Regions from separate parts of the Mus musculus genome. Here region 2 is linked to region 1. Evidence: chromatin contacts called from public HiCAR-type data. All regions are on one chromosome and are shown on one strand. The core of a region is the stretch at or near the end of the contact, and the rest is flanking DNA. Distances in the headings are between cores, read along the strand shown.

The links. HiCAR-type assays count read pairs that join an accessible place to other places.
Region 2: a contact with region 1 is called in a HiCAR-type map of astrocytes, with 8 times the contacts expected there. The contact joins two enhancer-like sites. A contact is called at or near these places in 9 of 484 Hi-C or Micro-C datasets (the Ba/F3 cell line, the P5424 cell line, bone marrow-derived macrophages and 5 more), 5 of 115 datasets of contacts at active chromatin or transcription factors (astrocytes, embryonic stem cells, neural progenitor cells and 1 more) and 2 of 9 other capture datasets (embryonic stem cells and pancreatic islet).

The regions. Positions count from the first base shown.
Region 1 is chr7:64,349,056-64,353,498 of GRCm38.p6, forward strand. Fan1 (FANCD2/FANCI-associated nuclease 1) reads right to left here. Exons shown (of 14, transcript NM_177893.4): 11 at 980-1,083; 12 at 262-456. Among named protein-coding and RNA genes, the nearest start is that of Fan1, 23 kb to the right of the region's middle. Within about 2 kb of position 2,241, at least 60 of the 459 cell types and tissues checked have an H3K27ac peak or open chromatin away from gene starts, as enhancers often do. A contact at or near this core is called in astrocytes, cerebral cortex and neural progenitor cells, where this site is marked.
Region 2 is chr7:64,724,334-64,728,776 of GRCm38.p6, forward strand. All of the region lies in intron 6 of Apba2 (amyloid beta (A4) precursor protein-binding, family A, member 2), which reads left to right. Among named protein-coding and RNA genes, the nearest start is that of Nsmce3, 150 kb to the right of the region's middle. Within about 2 kb of position 1,763, at least 33 of the 459 cell types and tissues checked have an H3K27ac peak or open chromatin away from gene starts, as enhancers often do. A contact at or near this core is called in astrocytes, cerebral cortex and neural progenitor cells, where this site is marked.

The sequences.
Region 1 (4,443 bases), core at 991-3,490:
CCAGTACAATTCAACAAACACGGGCCCCAGGAACCCCAGAAGTAGCTCTGCTGCCGACCAGGCTCCAGAGAGGCTAGCAGAAGCCCATAGGCAAGCTCTCCGTGGTCAGTTACCAACCTCTGCCTGGTGCGGGCATCCTGTGGCACATCTGACGAAGAGGGAGTGTGACTCAGCACTCAGGAGTGATGAGACCTTCTACAATTGCCAGAGTGCAGCCAGCACTGTGAAGGGATGACTGACCACATCGCGGGAAAGTAGTACCTGAGCTTGCTGTAGGGAGGTGAAGCGGTCCCAGCTGACCAGAGAGGCCACTCTGCCTTGCTGGGCCTGCCATGCTTCGCCCACCCAGGCCCGCAGGCTCTCAGCAGGGGCGCTGTGGATCAGCTGCAGCCTGGCTTCCAGGGCCTGCTCCCTGCTTGCGAAGAAGCTGTCCGTGAGCAAATCCAGTGGGGATGCCTGTGTGGAAGAGAAAGGGAACTTTCCTAACATGCCTGGGGAGGGCGCTTAAAAACAGGGGATGCTGGAGTTCCAGGAGATCTGGAAGCTGGCCAATTGGCTGACACATTTTTTTCCCCCTCAGAAGAGATGAGTTAAAATTATCAGACTCAAGGAATCTTAGCCTGGGTTTTTAGTGATTGTTTTTGCCCTGAGTGGAATTGGTTGAGCTCCATCCGGTGCTGGTGGGACTGTGTGTGAGAGCGCTTGGTTGGATGCTGGCATGAGGCCAGGTGCCCAGCTCAGGGTTCTCGGTGCTTGAGTCAAATGTAATACTGAAGGGAAACTAGGCTTGGGGTTAAGATCTACTAGTTCCTGTTTAAAAACAAAAGGTTTTTTTTCCAATGCAATTAGTACTACTGAGGGTAAAGCCCAAAGATGACCAAATGCCAGGCTGCTGCTGGCTTGAGACCCTGGTGCAGAGGAAGGCGTGAGGCACAGGCATACAGAGGAGAGGCCCTGGCACGATGGTGTTAGGAGTTACCTGGTAGGCATTTCTGAAGACGTCTGGTATTCCATCCATGAAGATGATATCCCACAGCAGGAGGCCACACAGGGTGCTGAAGGTGGACCCTTCTCCATGAATCCCTACAGCAGCGCCACAGGAGGAGAAAAACACCTGCTTTATCTGGTTGTTTAAGAAAATTGTGATGCCAACCAAAGAGTACACATGGAGGGACTCACGGCTCCAGCCGCATAAGCAGCAGAGGATGGCCTAGTCGGTCATCAATGGGAGGAGAGGCCCTTGGTCCTGTGAAGGCTCTATGCCCCAGGGTAGGGGAATGCCAGGGCCAGGAAGTGGGAGTGGGTGGGTTGTTGAGCAGGGGGAGAGGGGAGAAGATAGGGGGTTTTCAGAGGGGAAACCAGGAGTGGGGATAACATTTGAAATGTAAATAAAGAAAATATCTAATAGTAATAATAAAAAAGAATATCATGATGACCTAATGTAAATTTTTCTCTTTCAGGGAAAGAACTGAGATATTAGAATGTCTGAAAGACATGCTACTTCCAGCTTGCTCTTCACACTATATTCTTTGCACATAGAAGCTTTATTTAAGGAGAAAACTTCAAATGGGCATTGGAAGGTCACAGAGCAGTGGTTCTCAATAAGCAGGCTCTGGCACAGGCCTCTGGCAACCTACAAGAAATGATTCCCGAAGAGGGAATGACAAAAGGCCAGGCATTTGAGAGAGCCCCGCAGCCTCAGGTTTACCCAACACTCTTTCCATTCACAGGGCTCACCATTCATAAAGCCAATTTGGCCTGATGAGGTTACTACGGTGTTGCTGATATGCAAGGCTTCTACGGAAACCGTCATCTGTAAAGACCACCTAGTTCTGGTGCCTCCTCGTGCTGAAGACACAATCACCAGGAGACATCCTCATTGAACAGCTGGGTCCTAGGCCACTGCAAGGCAGCAGCACGGTGTGGAGAGAGGAAGGTCCTGGTATAAACTTCAGACCTGTGTCCCCGAGTGCTGCTTTATCAAGCTCCTCTCTCTAAGCTGGGTGTCTCTGCACAGCCACAAACAGCCCAGCAAAGGAAGACAGCTATGTGGTCATCTTTCCGCCTTCCTATCATGCTCACACTGGCAGCAAAGCTCCCAGGGAGCACAGGGGAGAAAGCAACGTGGGAGTCAAATGCTGGCACACTGGTCCTCCTGCCAACCGGGAGGCTGTGGCTGTAGCCTGTGGCTGTGTTCTATCCTGAACTCCAGAGCTGTGCAGGGCCTTGTTTGTTCCCTCCTAGTTCTGGCTCCCTTCCCTGTGGCCTGTTTCCATGGTACAAAAGGATGCAGTGAACAGGGCTTGCTCAGCCTGGCTGAAACAAGCCCTCCAGCTACCAAGAGCATTCACATCAAGGTACCAGGCTCTGGCCTGCCGGGAAGAAAGCTAGCTGGACCTAACTTCCAGGTTTCCATCCCTGTGTGAATAACGCTCCATCACTGACACGGAGGTCAGACTCATTCCTGACCGCTGTTATGCTCTGAATTCTGACTGAAGTCATTTTTTTGGAATAATCCTCCTGATCTATTCAGAAACAGCTTCCCCTGGAGGGTTTGAAATTTCCTCTACATAAATCCCTCTACAATAGAACCCAGCAGCAAGTCATATCAATTTTCCAATATATTAGAATGTAATATAAATTTAAAACATCTTATGTGGAGATATCTTATGTTCTGGAAAAAGAATTCCCTGCTGTTTTTCAAGCTCCTGGATAAACTGGAAATATTTTCCTGTGCTGAATTCCTCTGGCCAGGAGCTGGGACAGTTGACATGTCTGTGACATCACCTAGGGCCTGGAATTTCCATCCTCCTACATCTCTAAGCTTTTCAGGCTCGCTGCACAAGGACAGGATTTGGCTGTCCCCATGAGAACTCCTCAGCAAGCACAATGAGTGGACATCTCGGGCTGGCTGGTTAGATCCAGGGGGAGAGGCAAGAGGGAAGAGGAGGATGTGAGATGCTGAGTGGGTGTGGCTAGCACATACTCTCGGCCACCGCCACCATCTCACAACACTAGGATGAGTATTGTCCACCACAAAGCAGTCCTTAAAAATATAAAGTAAGCCAGGCGTGGCGGCACGTGCCTTTAATCCCATCACTCAGGAAACAGAGGCAGGTGGATCTCTGTGTGTTGGAGGTCAGCCTGAGCTACAGAGTGAGTTCCTGGCCAGCTGGCTACCCAGGGAGACCACCCTGACAGCCTACCCCACTGCGTTCCTTGTCTCTGGTGCCGACAGGGAGCTTCCGCTCTATTTCGTTCCTCCAGGGTTGACTTATGTTTTCCTGATTACTACGTTTTACAAAGGGGCCTGGGGTGGACATTTGATTTTTCCAATTAGAGGGCGTGTGCTCAAGCTTCCACTTCTAAAGCATTACTTGCAGTAAGTCTACTCTCTGAGACAAACTCTGAAGAAAGGCTAAAACGGGGAGAGAAACAGGTAGCGGGAAACGTACAAACTCAAGGAATTGCCAACTGACATTAGAAATGCACTATTTAAAACCAAAAGCCTCTTCACGCCTGTAATGCAGCAGGTCTCTCACACTGACGAGGGAAGCCAGAGCTGCTGTCACTCTGCGTGACTGTACCAACACTCAGCTCTGCCCACGCACATCGGACCACGACACTGTGGCCTCGCTATCCCACTCCCAGGAGGCATCCTGTGGCCAATGGCCCCTGCAAGAGCCGCCTATACACAGGCCAGCGAATTCTAAGAAGAGCTTGCCTGCCTGGCACAGAAGGCCCAGGAACAACCAAGTCAGGAATGCGGAGGTGTGCTGAGGGTCTGAGTGTGTATCATGTAATGAAGCACCCCAGAGCCCTAAGGGCAGCATGGCAGGAGGACAAGTGATGTGAGGGGCACCGTGGCAAAAGGACTCAGGGTCGAAGCCGTGTGGTGGCTGTGCAGCTGTTGTTGAAGCCAGTAGCATGTAGGCAATCTCACGACTCTGCATTGGTCAGCTCGCTACAGCAGTTTCTCAGTGGACATTCACACTCAATGGGCAAACCAGCAGGCCCTTCAGCACCCTCCTCTCCACCGGCAACAGACCACCAGGCTCTCAGCTCCGACACTTGTGTTCTTGGAAGCTAGCAGATTTCCTCTCAAGCTCCTCACACCTATGAACTTACCATGTGCCCACTGAGATATCTATGCCCCTCAGATGCATCCATCCTGGCCCTCAAGGACAGCTTCATTACCAGGCAGCCTTTTACAGGACAACTCTCTGTCCTCCTTCACATCTCTCCCCAATGCCAGCCTCTGGTAGCAAAGGCAGTCTCCTTACAGCGATCACCCTATCACAGAGCACCATCCACACAGCCGGCACAGTTGCACAACAATAACGGCCAAACACCAAGAGACAAACACCCTGACAACCAACCCAGTTCTTTTTCACACACCTCTAGTCAGCTGTGGCTGCTACTGAGGTCAGAGAGGAGAGCATC
Region 2 (4,443 bases), core at 513-3,012, 370 kb after region 1:
CTTTATCATAAAATTTTCATACATAGAGAAATTAGCAACAGAACCACCCCCCTCACCCTACACGGTCGCCGGCGTCAGACTCACAGTCACCACCTCTTTACGACTTGTGGTGCTTAGCCTCTATCTGCTTTCTCCTCTGATCTCTAAAGCAATTCCATTTTTCCTTTAAGTATTTCAATTATGTATCTTTAAAATATAGGAACTCTACTAAAAATAACTTCAATGCCATTGCCACAACTAAAATAAAGCTAGCAATCTTTTCTGTGTCATTGGTGCCAGCTAGTGTTTGCTTTTGCCCATGCATGGTGTCCCTCTGAATAGAAATCTAAACAAGCTTCCCTACTGAGCCTGGTTGATAGATTTTATAATCCTCTTCTATCTCTTATAGATCCTGCACTAATCTTTTTCCCCTCTAATTTTCTTTCTGTAGCTGTGAGGAAAACACTATGACCAAAGCCAACTTTGGAGAGACAAGGTGTATTTGATTTACATTTGCCGGTGATGGTTCATCACTGAGGGAAGTCAGAGCAGGGACTTGAGCAGGAGCTTGAATCAGAAGCCATGGAGGGACTGCTGCTTGTTGGCTTGCTCAAAGACTATGTGTTTACCCAGCTTTCTTATATAACCCAGCATCAGTGTTAGGGAAAGTGCCGCCCATAATGAGCTGTGTTCTGCTCCTTCGATTAGCAATCAAGACAAGCCCCCACAGACATGCCCACATCTGATCTAGACAGTTCCTCCAGGGAGGCTGGTTCAGAGGACGCATCATGCTGAAAATTAAAGCTGGCCATGACTGGTTTCTTTTTCATAGCAGTCTTGTTGACACACAGTATAAATCTGCATCGTTCACCTGATGGCACTTTTTGCACCCTAGGCTAGTATGGTTGCTTCCCGATGGCATTGTCTGCATGGTCCTCTGTCTATGCCCAGGAAAATGGTCAGGGTTTAGATATGGAGCAGTCATAATCAGTCTGATTGTGTGGGTAGAACTTCATAAATATCATCTTTTATTAGGAAGCTCACAGAACCTGGTTATCTCTCTTTTGATGATTTTAGTGACAATCAATGATCATTGTCTAGATCCATTTACTGGTTACTGTGATAGCATCCTTTCCTGGCTGTTGGTTCTGTGAACTTCTATATGGACAAACTTCTCCATGTCAGGCATTTGGTTATCCTGATTATAGTGCACACAAGAAAAGCTGGCAAAGTCTTGAATCCTTCACTTTAGCAATGTTTAATAGAGTGGGTTTCCCCACCAACCTGTAAAAGTATAAACAGTGGGCTTAGGGACTATCACTGGGCATCCTTGGGTCACAGCCTGATGAAGTGGCCCTGAAGACATCTTGCTTATAGATGCCTCCATACCTCTAATCAACTGGCCTTTGGAGGTTAGTTCCTAAGTCTTCTCGTGGCAGCCTTAGTGTGTTCCAATAGTCTGACATAATTTATTTATTTTGTCCTGGGAGTGAAGTCAATTATTTATTTTATCGTGGAACAAGGTGAAGTACTGCTTAGAGACTAAAATCTGGGTGAGGTTGAGGCTCCTTGCTGCAGAGCTTAGGAAGTAGTCACATGTGGTATGTGGCACAAAGCTCACAGCAACCCCAATTCCTGATACTTACTGCCATGCATACCCCTCACCCTGACCATGAGCTGGTAAAAGAGTTGAATAGGATGTTGCTTCCAAGATTAGGTTATAGACAGAGCAGTTTGTGCTTCTCTCCCTCTTGCTTGTTCTGTAAGGGAGCCAAGCTGCTGTGCTATGGTCCTCAGCTGCCCTCCAGAGAGGCCAGCAGGCAAGGGACCTAAGTCTCTGCCAACAGCCCTGGCAGGGAAGTTGGAATTGGTTTTTCTTGTTCAGCCCTAAGATCGTAACAGGCTTCACAATTACCTTGACTACAGCCTCCATGGAGATTCTGAGCCAGAGGCCCCAGCTGAGCCATAGCTGGAGTCCCAAGATAATAAGTGTTTGATGTTTTAAGCCACTAAATTCGGGGGTAATTTTTATGCAATTATACTCAATAAACAATAACTAGTATGCTATATTTTCAAAGTTGCACTGCATAATGATTCACAGGGACATTTTTCCTGGGGCTTCGGAGTCCTTGCACTTGAGCTTTCTTGTTCCTTTGTCCCAGGTTCCAATTCTCAATGGGATTGGGGTTATGCTTTTGTCTTAACTCTGCTACTCACGCTCCAGTTCCAGAGACAGCAGTATCGATGTTGCCAAGGATGCAGCCCAGAGGCTCAGTGAGGAGTTCCTGGCTTTTATTCTTGTCTTTCCAGCACAGCCCAGCAGCAATGGACCACCAAATGGCCTCAAGTGGGGGAAGGAACCATCTCCATGCCCGGGGAGGCTCTGGGACCTATAGTTCCTCCCTTCCCATAACACCCTATCCTAGATCCATGCTGTGCCCGTGGCAGCTTTTTGTAATGCTTGGGAGACATAGTTAGTTTTTTGATTATGTCACAAATGAGTATTCAGATTCATTTACCCCCCCCCTTTTTTTGAATTCTTAGAAACAAGCATTTGGGGCTGGAGAGATGGCTCAGTGGTTAAGAGCACTGACTGCTCTTCCAGAGGTCCTGAGTTCAATTCCCAGCAACCACATGGTGGCTCACAACCATCTGTAAGGGATCCAGCGCCCTCTTGTCAAGAGTGCAGGTCTACATGGAAGTAGAGCACTCGAATACATTAAATAAATAAATAAATAAATAAATAAATAAATTTTTCCTTTTTTTAAAAAAACAAAATCTAGTTCAATAAACACCAAGCTTTTGTCAGTATGACTATGACTCTGCAAAGTGCTTGCATGGGTCTAAGATAAACACACAACACAGGGCATGCATAAAGGTGTTCAGTCCCGGCTGCTTCCCTCTTACCTTCTCTGTAGAAGCCTTCCCCATATAGACAGCCATATATAACATTTAACATAGTTAGTAGCATAGTCTTTTTAAGTTTCATATAGGGTCTTATGGGGGGGTCATTCGATGTTTCTTTACATACTTGGTTTATGCAATGGTTAATGTTTCATGTACCATCATTGTCAGCTTCTCTCCCCTCTTTCAGTGAGAGGCAGAGAATTTAGGTTTCCTCTCTCCACCACGCCTTTCTCCTAAACACCGGTCCTAGCCACTCACTCAGGTCCCGCATGGCTCTAGTCACCTTCCAGGCTGCTCCATCAGACCCCAGTGTAGGATGGCTGTGCCCGGGGAGCTCCCAGGATTTTGCGTTCACAAACAGTGCCACAGAAAATGCCCCTTCCTGTTTGTCCAGGTTTTATTTTTAATTTATTATCCTTTTTTCTTAGAAGTCATCCACCCGGATACAGGCTAATACTAGGGTGTCCTTGGCAGAGCTGGAGACTGACCTGCACTAGGCCCTGATCTTTTCTCCTCTGCCAAGGCTTCTCCTCCTTCTGCAGCCACTGACCCTTGTCACTCACTGTATTCTAAAGTACCACACTGTATCACTGTGACTTGTCCCTGTCCACGACAGTCCTGCCTGTCTCAGGCCTGGATTTACAGGTAGCGCCATCTGTTAGTAGCTGAGGCCACTGTGTTCAGGGGGCTTCTTGGAGGAAGGAGCTGCTACAGAGCTGAGCCTTGCTCTGGAATAAGCTGGTGTGAACAGGAGAGCACAGTAGGCCTTAGAGCCTTCCCAGCCAGCCTGGAAGCGATTCCTTCCACACTTAGGGGCTCCTTCTCATGGATTGGCTTTTCATTGACCTGGGTGGCTACCCTGGTATGTGGACTTAAAAGAGTAACACACCCCTCCCCCCAGAATGACACATCAGATGGGTGGCCTTTCTGAGGCTGTGGAAACAGGTGTCTGTCCCTCTGTACCATAGTCCTCACAAGATCTGAGGCCTATTCTCTACCCCCCTCTCCCTCCCACTGTATCCATCTGTCTGTCTCATATCTCTGCACACTTGCAATCCTCTTTTTCTCCTTGGAGCCAGAACTGGGGAATGGCTCACAGTCTGTCCCTGCCCACGTGCTTCACCCCATGGGCTGGCTCCCACCTGCTATTCCTTGAAATGGCTCCAAGGTCACCGCTGGCTGACTTGTCAGGATGCCCAGTACATGGGAGCCCCTTGTAGATGGCCTCCTGCCAGCCGGGTACAGATGGGCCTGTGTCTCTCTCTAAGCCCCTTCTCGTCATGATGCCTGGCAAAGCTAGTTCCTGGGGCCTCCTTCCACCCCCTTGCCCCATGTCCTCCTCGCAGTGACTCACCCATGCCCATAGCTTCAGTTGGCACCCCTCAAAGCTCATTCTTAATCTCTCGTCTAACGTGGGCGTCCTCCTGAGCTGTACCTGGAAGGTGTCCTGGCTCCTGCAGCTAATGGTCCAAAATCCTCACTCCAGAAGCCAGTCCTTTGCCAAGGGACCCCTCATAGTAAGTAGACACCCCAGTCATCCCTCCCAACCTCACTTCA